2 separate regions of the Rattus norvegicus genome follow, and region 1 is linked to region 2. The links are chromatin contacts, called in public Hi-C maps. All regions are on one chromosome and are shown on one strand. The core of a region is the stretch at or near the end of the contact, and the rest is flanking DNA. Distances in the headings are between cores, read along the strand shown. Region 1 overlaps Cux1 (cut-like homeobox 1). Region 2 holds the start of Cux1 (cut-like homeobox 1).

Region 1 (5,546 bases), core at 1,285-3,784, 270 kb after region 2:
CATTTAGCAGATCACAGGGAAAAGGAAAACTCGGGGGCCTTGGAGTCAGTAAAGAGCATTCCATACAAACATGAGGACCCTAGTACAAACCCCAGAATCCATGTAAAAAGCCAGGTGTGGTGGTATATGCTTGTAAATCCCAGTGCTGGGGAGGCAGAGACAACAGGGTCCCTGATTTCTAAGTCAATAAAAGATTCTGTTTAAAACAAACAAACAAACAAACAAAAAAGGCAAGAAGCAATACCCATGGTTGTTCTCTGGCTCTGCAAATAAATGTGCAACCCCATAGACATGGGTATACATGTAACATACTGACACACAAAGAAAAAGACCTGGGAATCCATGAGTGAACTGAAAAGATTCCACACATGGCCACTGGCTCACAGCCTGGATTGTCACCTATGGACCTTCAACTTGGTGGCCCATTCAGGTCTCTCCTTCTGGTTGGCAGTCTGCCTTGGGTCATTTTTATTTAGTAAATGTAACATATTATAGGAATTCTCCACTCTGAGGTCAAAGAGGGAATTTCTGAGTTTGAGCTGTTGTGTGGCATGTGTGGGCCAAGGTTTGCCAGAACGTCCCTGGAGCTGCAACTGGGCCATGAAAAGACCTGGCAACAAAATGCTTCAGACAGGGAACATACCTGAATACATGAGAAACAGCTAGTTCAGAAGCCTTCTTAGCCCACAGGGGGAAGGAAGACGACAAAAGCATGCTGTTCTCTTCCTACGGGACACTGTTGATGCTGCCCCTTTAACGTTCAAGCAGCGCATATGACTAACTTCCTCATTGCTTCCTTTTTTAATGTGTTGCATTAGGGGCTGTCATACCTCTGCCCCTCACTGGGGGATTCTAGCCTGGTGCTCTACCACTGAGTCATGCCCAGAGCTCTTAAAAGAGAATCAGATTGGTTTCTAAACAGTGGCTTCCCTTGAGCTAATGGAGAGCAACCACTCATCCTGCCTCTGCCCCTTACTGTGGGTATGGGCAACAACTCAGCCTTCCTGTCCTCCTTCAGACCTACCTCCTAGACTGTGAGGAAACGGTTTTAGTTAGATATAATGCTTCTGGGACACAGAAACAAGTAACGTTTAGATGTTGGCTTTCTAGGTGAGGAGTGCAGCTCAGCAGAAGCATACCAGAGTCCATAGATTCCACCCCAGCACAAGTAAATAAATGAACGAATGCTTTTCTTTGGTCACCATTGCAGCCTCTTGAGCTTCAAAAGAATAGTCAGAGGTCAGCATTCAGTGTTGGGAAAGGAGTCTAGAAACAGTCTTTCCATCAAAGGGAAACAGTGACCCAGCCAGCCAGGCACTTTTGCTTCTCACGATTGGCACTACCTGGCCTCGCTTTTACAGATTCCCATTGGACCCAGGCACGGCCTCAGCCACCTCTCTCTCCTCCCTCTTTTGCACACCTACTTTGGAAAACAGAATTTCCAGTATACTGGGCCTTTGGTACAAGAGCGAGAAGTAGGTCATGAGAGCATGTGAGGACTTGGGTCTCTAATGTTCCAATCTAGGGATAAAATAAGAACCTGAATGCAGAAAACTCTCAGGTTGTTTAAGAAGGAAAGTGGGACTAAAACGAGGCTCACACATTGTGTCTTCGGGAGGTCACATACTATTCTGATGTCCTTAGTAAGCAGAACCTCCCCTTGTGGGATTTCTGCTTAAGAAGATTTCAGATTAGGAGAAAAGGAATTTACTCACCACCCTCCAAGTGGCAGAACTTTACAAGATCCTGATTCCAGTGGCCTTGCTGCTACTGAGGTAGGTGCCTATAGGAGCCAGCTCCATGGGCCAGAGGATCTAGTATCCTGGACAAAGGAAAGGTTGACCACTGTAACTGCATAGGGAATCAAGGGAAGCTTCAAAACATCCAGTCAGTAAAATGCTTATCTTATAAGCATGAAGACCTAATGGTCACCGGGCCAGTAAGCCTACTTGATAGACTCTAGATTAATGAGAGACTCTGTCTCAACAAACAAGATAGGTGGCTCCAAAGAAATAACATCAGAGGTTAATTTCTACCTTCCATATGTACCTATGTACGCACGCGCACACACATGCACACCAAAATTTGGATCAAATTACACAAAGTTAACATAAAAATGAGACCCATAGCAAAGGAAGCAACTGATAGAAAAACATAAATGACAGAGAAGGCCTCCTATGTGTGATTGTGCCCAAGACTAGAAAGGAGAGGGGACTATGGTGTCAATGACAGACAACATGGGGCTCAAGCTTAGAAAGTCTGCAGTGTTTAGATGTGCCGAGGCTAGGTGGTAAAGGGTTATACTTCTCTGAAACCCCATCCAGTCCAAATCCTCTTGCTGAGAACAGCCCTGTTCTTAGGCTCTGTGTCTTCATCCAAGTCAGACCCCAACCCCATGTGACGAGCCCACAGAGGATGCTCAGACTCCCTCATGCGTGAGGAGGGAAATGCCCACTGGCCCTCTCCAGAACAGGTCAGGTCAGGAGGCGACCCAGAGGTATCCATCACTGGCTTCATCTCTTGGATTGTTTGTTCGTCCCTGAGGAACGGGGATCCTAAATATAGCCCATGTCTGAACTGGCAGATGTGGGGTTCATCCTTTACATAAGGACCAAAATTAGCCTGTCACTCGGCACCTAAACAAAGCAGGCAGACCGCCTTCATTCCAGCTTCACCATTAGGAGAGACGGGAACGGTAGCACATTTTATTGAATAAGAAGCTCCTGTGGTGTTCAGGGTAACCGACTTGAAATCTAGAAGACTGGGCAGCAAAGACTCTGAGGTTCCCAGGGTGTCCCTTAGTCAGGCCATCTCACTGTGTTTGTTTGTTTGTTCATTTGTTTAGAGACAGAGTCTCACATGTCCCAAGCTGGCCTCCAACTCTGCTTAGCTGAGGATGGTCTTCACCTGCTGGCCCTCCTGCCTCTGTTTCCCATGCACTGCTCAGATTACTGATAGGATGTCCTGAGGATTTGCAGTCAGTCCAAATACTAAACTAGAGCCCTAGCTTAACTTGCTCATTCCTGAGGGAAGATCCGTGTGATCTCACATGAGCGACAACATTTCATAAACTCGGGGAAAAAAATAGTAAGCTGCCTCAGTGGGTAAAGGGGTTTGCCACCAAGCCTGGAGACCTGAGTTCGATCCCTGTGACCCACATACTGGAAGGAGAGAAGTGACTCCTGCAAGTGACCTCTGACCTCCACATGTGCACTTGGAAATGGGCACACACATACACACACAAAGTAAATAAAAGTAATAAATTTTAAAATAACAACCATCATCGATTATTCCCTAGAAATAACACTAGAGACGAACAGCAACAGCCATTCAGGGTTTTGCAAGAAAAGAAAAAGGTCCACCCAGCATGCCCGGAGCTGGGTTAGTAGAGGGACTCCCCAGGGGTTGCAGGAAGATGTTATAATCAATTACCACATCATAACACTGATGTATGATAATTCCTGAGTGTTTCTCCTGAGATAGTGCAGCATTTGGCAGGGATGCAGTTCCTTCATGGTCCACTGCCTGATTAATATGCAAATAATAGGCTGATTGCATGATGAATGCAGAAAATGAGCCCGCTGATAACAGGCGCACTGAAGCGGGGAAATGATAAATTACTTTTACTGACTGTCCTACATTAAGTACTCTTTCCCAACAATCTCATCACAAATTAAGGAAAGCAGTATGGCAAGATTAGGAGGATGTGTAAAATTATGTACCTTAATAGCTTTTCAAACAAAGATGTCTATAAGGGAAACGTCACCTGGTTCCTCATAGAGCCAAAGTAGTTCACCCACCTGAATGGTCATTAAAAGACAGGAAGTAGCAAGTCACACCCATGTGTGCCACTGGCTTCGCTTGACCATGGAACAGTCTCCTAGCTCAGCCCAGCCCCATCCTCTGCACACTGCCTGAGTGGCTTTCTTACTGAGTGGGGACAGGCTGCTTGGGCAGGTGCTTCTTCCTGCACAGGTGGACACACAGCTCATTGCCCACCGTGTGCCATGGGGAAGGAGTTTTAGTTGCAGTCCCAGAAGGCCTGGGAAGGGAGGAATATTTATGGCCACTTTTTTAAAGATGGGGAATAGTGATACATACCCATATCCTAGCTTTAGGAGGCTAAAGCCAGGCAGTCAAAAGTTCAAGGCCAGCCTGGACTATAACCCTTTTCCAAAAAGACCACCTTTGGCCTGGTCTTCCTGGAAAAGTTTGATTTACAGAACCCACAGTTTTGGCAAGGGAGGGGCAGGCAAGTGGTAGTTGTATCCCATCACTGGAGAGGCTGAGACAGGCAGACACCCCAGCCCAGCCCAGCCCAGCCCAGCCCAGCCTCCTTGCTGCTTCCATACCAGTGAGAGATCCTGTCTCGAAAATCAAGGTGGGACTGAGAATGTAGCTCAGAGGTAAAGCACTTGCCTAGTGCATAAAAGGTCCTAGGTGTAATTCCCAATACCACAAAAAGGTGAATGGTGCCTAAAGAATGACTCCAGAAATTATTCTCTGGCCCATGCGCACGCGCGCACTTGTGTAATTAATCTTTGATTACATCAAAACAATTTAACTAGAGAGTTTGTTTTTTCCCTGCAGTAATGTATATTTAGACTGTTTGTGTGGCATGCACTTTCTCTTAACACAGAGATTCACTGATAAGTGTTCATACACACAGCTGGCTCGGTAAAAGGGTTATCGGGTAATTTGTAAGCCTTATTTCTAGATGGATATGGTCTATAGCAAGGTGAAGCACAGCAAACGATGTCACCCGTGGCTTCCTTCTAGACTTGGTGATCAGCGGTGATTATGACATAATGCTCCCAAGCAATGCTGGCCATAGGCTTTTTTCTGACACACAGGGGCTGTGGGTGCAGCGCAATAGGCGAAGCACATTTGAGGCTCTGGGTTCCATCCCCAGGACCACAGAATACAGGCATGGCGGTGCACACCTATGATCCCAGCACTGGGAAGGTTAAATAAATAAATAAATAAGGAAATAAAAAGATGCTAGGTGTGGTACAGGTCGATAATCCCAGCACTCAGAACCAAGGCAAGAGATGTGAGTCTGAGGCCTGTTCCACACAGAACTCCTAAGACCCATTTCCTTTTAAGCAACTTGGTGTAAAAAAAGGTGGGTGAAAAGCATCTCGGGAGGAACAGAGTGCCACTTGTTCATGGCTATATCTCAAGTGCCCCATTTTTGTATGCTCTCCTTGACTGTCCCTGTCCTAATAGCCTCAGCTTTAAGGTGACAGGTGCTTTTCCAGATGCCCCATCTTCATCCCAGAGTCTTTGATAGTGGAACCTACTGAGTAATGTTTCTCTATGCACTTGGCCTCAAGGTCTGTGATTTACATGGTGCTTTCTTATGCACAGCCCAGCGTGCAACCCTTGCCCAGTAGCACTCGGAGGGTCATCTTACACAGTGAAAGTCAAATGGCTCAGGAGTGGACAAAGAGACATAAGCAACTCAAGTTACATAACTCGGTTTTATTCAACAACCTTGATTTGCTCATAGGAATATTAGTCTCCTTAAGAGTTCCTTATGCAAA
Region 2 (5,543 bases), core at 1,174-3,673:
CTTTTGCGTTATTACTTCATTCACCCAAGATGGTTTTTGATTAGTGAATTATCTTTTGAAAGGAGAACATTTTTTTTTCCACTAGAGAAATTATCCTAATTTTTTTCCCTCCCCTCTTCCTGGCCGAGGGCAATAAAGTTTGTACAACCTAAAAATTCTGTTAGGAGAAATCTAAAATTTTATTTAAATAAAGCTTAAGCTCTGGGCCTCCCAATGTAAGCCAGGGTAACATGCAAACGTATAAACATAACTAGAAACGGAACAATTGTATTTAATACCCGTCAAACTTATATCTAAAATATTGCCATGGATTCAGACTCTGAATTCCAACCAGATGTGCTTCCCTTCCATTACACAGGTCATATATATTTCAGTTTTTAAAGTTCAAACCCAGGGGATCGACAGGATAATTAGATTGAGAACATCTGTGGTAAATCCATACCATTTCCCCGACCGTTCCCCACGAGAGGAAATTTGCTTGGCTTAATGCTCCCGCACATTTTGCCTAGCCACTTTTAGGTCAATTTTTTGTCATTCTTGCCGACCACCGCACAAGCGTAGATGGTCTTTAAAATACAAGACAGGGAAAAATCCGGTAAATTCTAAGAGGCTTTTAGGTGGGAAAGGAGTTGCTTCCCGCCTCGATCCCGGTCAAGGCGTGGCCAAGTGCGCGGAGCTGGGGTGGGCACGTGCGCTGGGGGCGGGTGTCGGTGGTGGGGACCCTCAGGACCTGAGTGTAAGGGAGCCGCTGCCCTCTACCGGGCGGTGCTAACGGAGCTGCAGCGCGGCCGTCCGCGCGTTCCGGCTCCGGCGCCTGACACTCAGGCAGCTTGCGGCCACCCGAGGTCCGCAGTGTCCCGCCTGGCGCCGCGTCAAAGCATCCAGACTACAGGCTGGCTCTGCGCCTCCTGACGCCCGCGCGCTCCCACGCACCTGCTTCGGGTGGCTCCTGCCCTTCAAAGGCTGCGACTTGGGGTTGCAACTCGGTCCGGACCGCTGCATAGACACAGAGGCTTCTGGGTGCAGTTGCAAGACCCGGGAACACTTGTATTCTTTAAATCTCGGTGGGACTTTCCCTTCCAACCTCATTCTCCAAAAATATCGATCTCACCGCAACCAAATAGCGCTAAACCCTCAAACTTGGCTCAGAGAGCAATTATTTTCTACTGTCATGTTTGGTATGCCATACAGACGTTATTTACATATAATTTTCAAGATTAAGGAATTTAGGGATTTGTCTTAACTAATTACACGTTCACCGAAGTGCAGCAAAGTGAAAACACTGTGTTCCTACTGTAAACGCAAACTCTCTGGTGTGAATAAATCCATTAAAGATGAAGATCCTAAAACGTGTGCTTTGGGGCTAGAAGGAAATGTAAAGAGAACTTCCTTCCCCACTCCTGGCTTAAATGTGAGCGTTTTTGCAAAACTTGGGAACGAGCGCTCGGTTTCGAGTGCACTGCACGCTCTCAAACTTTCTGCCTGCAAAGACTGAGGCGCGGAGCTGTGTGAACCCCAGAGGAAGTTTCTTGAGTTGTGTCGCACAAGCATGGTTGGGGACAGAGCTGTGTTCCAAGACTTGCCCCAGTCCTGGCAGACGCTGGAGCGGCTCTGAAGGGTGGGAAGGCCGCCGCCACTAGCTGATGTGTCCCGGTGCAAGTAGGGGATTGCAACCGAGTGTGTGTAGGACGTGAATGGAAGCTGTGGCGGCAGCAGCCGCAGGCTCCAAGGCTTGGTGGTCACCCCCCACCCTCCCTTTCACCACGACACAATTGTACTTCCTTGAATATGAAACACTGGTCGCGACCGCTGTGGTCTGGAGGTCCCCCAGCTGGAGCGCACAGGGGAGCGGAGTGAGGTCATCCGCAGCCCCGGCGCACGGGATGGCGGCTGGGGTCTGGGCCGCTGGCTTTGCAGGTGGGCTCTGCTCGCTCCGCGCGCACGGTGCAAAAGAGCGCAGCGCCCGCACCCTGCTGTCGCAGCGCAGTCCACCGTCCCCACGCCAAGCGAGGGGGACTTTCTCCCAAAGCGTTGACCAACAGCGACCGCGACCTTTCCGGGGGGGGTTGGGAGGGCACCCTTTAGGTGAGCTGCAGGGTCCTGAGGAGACCCTGCAGCGCCCCCTCGAGGCCGGGCCGCCGTAGGGTCGCAGCGCGGCCTGGGAGGGGGCTTGTGGCGGGGCGCGCGGGAAAAAGGGTGAGGGGTCGCGAGGGCCCCGGATGCCCGCGCTCGGGCTGTGGAGAGAGAGCGCGGCGCGCGCGCGTCAAGGCCGCCGCCGCCGCCGCTGCGTTTCCCTCAGGCTCTGGACTCCATGGCTGAGGCGGTGGCGGCGGCGGCGGCGCCGTGAGGAAGGAGTCCGCGTCCGCGGTGGCTGAGGCGGCGGCCGGCTCCAGGCCGGGTTTTGGCGCCCGCCCGCCTGCTGCCTCCTGGCGGCTCCTGAACTCCAGCCCCCTCTCTATCAGCCTCTCACTCCGTCTCAATATGTCTCAAGATGGCGGCCAATGTGGGATCGATGTTTCAATATTGGAAGCGCTTTGATTTACAGCAGCTGCAGGTCAGGCTTCTCGGCGCTCGGCCTCGCGCCCGGGGGGTGAGGGCTGCGGGCGGTCGCGGCCTCCCTCAGGAAGGAGGGTGACACTCCGGGCTGCCAGGGCCCTGGCGGGGGTGCTGAGGCGACGGGGGAAAGCAGGAGGGGGGTGCCGGCAGAAGAGCGGGGCCGAGTCGGCGACGAGTCCCTCGGGCTCCCCGGCTCTCATTGATCACTCGGCTTGATCAGAAATTGATCCTCTTTGTTCAATTCATCGATCAGCCCAAGATGGCGCCGGAGCCGCCAGCCGCCACCAACATCTTTGCCCCCCGGTGTCTGCCCCCTTCAACCCCGGAGGGTGTCTTCCTCCCCACCATCATCGCCATCATCATCCTCATCGTCCTCTCCGCCGCCGTCGCCGACCCCGCGCGCTGTCGTTGTCGCGGGACCCCGGTGGAGAGGAAGGGGGAGCGGCGGTCCCCCCCCCCCCCATGGGGGCTCAGTGGGAACTCGCGCGCGCTAAAGAGGGGGACGAGCCACGGGGTGGCTCTGGAGGGGTGGCGGGGTTGCAAAGAAGGGGAGCTTCGGGACGCTAGTCGCCCTCGCGCCAGTCACGTCCTTCCTTCCCCCCCAGCTCAGCCCCGGCGTATTCCCGGGGAAAGTTTGTGGGGAGTTGCTGGTGGGGGGTGAAGCGCCTGTCTCTCGCTCTCTCTCTTTCCTCTGTCTCCTGGAGGAGAGAGTCGCGGACCGCCGCCGCCGCCGCCGCCACTGCCCCGCCGGCGCGGCGGAGCTGGAGCTGGTGGCGCTGTGGTGCCGCCGGCTCCGGGGGAGGGTCAGATCGGCCACCGGCGGCTGGCGGCGGCGGCGGCGACGGCCAGGCTGGCGGGTGGCCCTTGTCGTGGAGACGGCGGGTGGGTTGGAGCTCCTGACTGCTCCTCGATCGGTCTCTGGGCCCAGCGGCCACCAATCTTTTTTCTACTACTCCCGTGAGGGATTGTCAACCGGTGTCGACCGGACCAGGGGAACGGCTACCCGGTGTGGCGGGTCCCTCCCCCACCCCGTTTGTTTACGTCCCGGGGCCAACCCGCAAGCCCCGCGCTCTTTTGTGTGTCTGCTGCGTGAAAGTGACTGCGGAGCTGGATCTGTCCCCCTTTTTTGCGCCCGGGGACTTCCCCGGGAAGGGGTTGTGGGGGAAGCTTTGGAAGGGGAAAACTTGGCTTGCGGGGGGACACCAGTGGGTCGCGCAGAGTGTGGGATCGGCCCCGGAGAAGGGAGAAGGTGCAGGAGGAAGGCTGCAACTTTCCACCGAGCGCAGGCCGCTGCGTGACCCGGTCTCGGGGCGCTTTTCCTCCCGGGTCACCGATCGGTGCAGACAGACTTAGCTGCGCGTCTCAGGGACTTCCAGGGCTCCCCCCTCGGGGATCGGTCGCTTTCATCACTCCAGCCCCTCACTCTCTTTCGCGAAGGGGTGTGTTCTGTCCTCTTTGCAAAAGGGCCCCGGGAACTATGGAGCGCGCCTCAGGTCCGCTCCAAGCTGCCTTCTCCAACCCGGTTCTTGAAAGCAAAGCCCCGGGGGCCCCGCTGGACTGTAAGGAGACTGATTGTGGTTCCCCATCGCCTCGAGGGGATGGTATTGGGGCTTCCCAATCCGCGGCGGAGCTGCCTGCGTGTCCAGAGGATGCTATTCCGCCTGCCACTCCTCATCGGAACCAGCTGCTCGCCCTCGGGGTCCTCCCTGCTAGTGCTAGCCCCGCGTTCACGGCGCCTGGACAGCCCCGGGATTCTGCCAGGTGGATGTTGTGCGTAGCCGGAGCCAAGTTGAAGGTGAGCGGCAAATGAGCCCTCAGAGCTTTGATCATTGGGGACATCAGAGATAGGGGACAGTCTTGTGGTCCATAGAGGCAGCCTTGCACTGTGGGGAGTGTGTGTGTGTATGTGTGTGTGTGTGTGTGTGTGTGTGTGTGTGTGTGTGTGTGAGAGAGAGAGAGAGAGAGAGAGAGAGAGAGAGAGAGAGAGAGAGAGAGAGAGAGAGAGAGAGAGAGATATGTTCCATAACATCTCTAGGGAAACCGCCTTTGCTCCCAACTTTAAAGTGTGCTTGAACGTGAACTTGAGTGAACTTTTCTAACCCAGAGGACTGGTGATACTTATTAACCCACAGCACCCTTAGGAGTCTGAAACAAACGAACTCCACCTGTAGGCCTGTAGGAAACGAAGCCGATTGGATTAAAACATCTATAAGTGGAGTGAAACAACTTTAACTGTGCTTGCTTTTTCTGCCCTTGCCTACGTGAGGACGATAAGGCAGACTCATACTCGTTATGAAATTTCCTCCCGTTTCTCTCTTGACTAGGAAGACTATGTGAAATATGTATTTCTGATAAGATTAAAGCTTAAAGAAGTTTGAGTATTTATTGACTAAAATGGATTACTCCATAGTCTATTGTGTAAATTAGATTCCTGAATGTAATGAACACAGCCGGATGGCATTTTTTGATTAATTGGTCTACCCTATTTTAGTAAAAATAGCTCCCTTTTACCATAATTTAATTCCTGTGCTTACTGTAAAACCCGTTGTGGAATTTTAAGAAACAAGTCTTAATTTTCACCCCCCCCCCATGTGACATCCTAGTTTAATATCAGTAAAGTTCTTTTATTAAGCATTTCCAAGGAAGCCCAGAAAAATGATTTTGAGAGTTATTAGATTTTATGAATTGTTAGTGTCGTCCCCTCACCCACAATGGATTAGCGTTGCTGGAGATCTTGAGGACATTTAAGCAAATGGCTTCATCGAAAGTTTTCCTTATGGTTGACATGAATGAACTTTATGTTGACCTTAAAGTAACAACAAACAAAACATTTTGTTTAAGCTCTGTTCTTGTTACAGAGCCTATTTCCTTTTGGTAGAGAATGGTTGGACCTTAGGTGTTTCAACTGCTTCCTTGGATGGCAAGTTTGAAAGTTACTTGAATTTGGAGTGCCTAAGGTCACGTATGAGTCTGGGCTGCTCCTTTAT

Evidence for each region. A called contact is a pair of places that touch in the nucleus more often than the background predicts.
Region 1: a Hi-C map of psoas muscle shows a contact between it and region 2, with 1.9 times the contacts expected there. The contact joins the enhancer-like site here to the promoter of Cux1 in region 2. A contact is called at or near these places in 3 of 12 Hi-C or Micro-C datasets (the A7r5 cell line, frontal cortex and psoas muscle) and 1 of 1 datasets of contacts at active chromatin or transcription factors (oligodendrocytes).

What each region holds. Positions count from the first base shown.
Region 1 is chr12:26,008,742-26,014,287 of GRCr8, forward strand. The region is part of intron 19 of Cux1 (cut-like homeobox 1); the gene reads left to right. Among named protein-coding and RNA genes, the nearest start is that of Sh2b2, 54 kb to the right of the region's middle. Within about 2 kb of position 2,535, at least 1 of the 93 cell types and tissues checked has an H3K27ac peak or open chromatin away from gene starts, as enhancers often do.
Region 2 is chr12:25,741,548-25,747,090 of GRCr8, forward strand. Cux1 (cut-like homeobox 1) reads left to right here and starts at 2,424. Exons shown (of 23, transcript NM_053860.1): 1 at 2,424-2,554. The coding sequence starts at 2,492.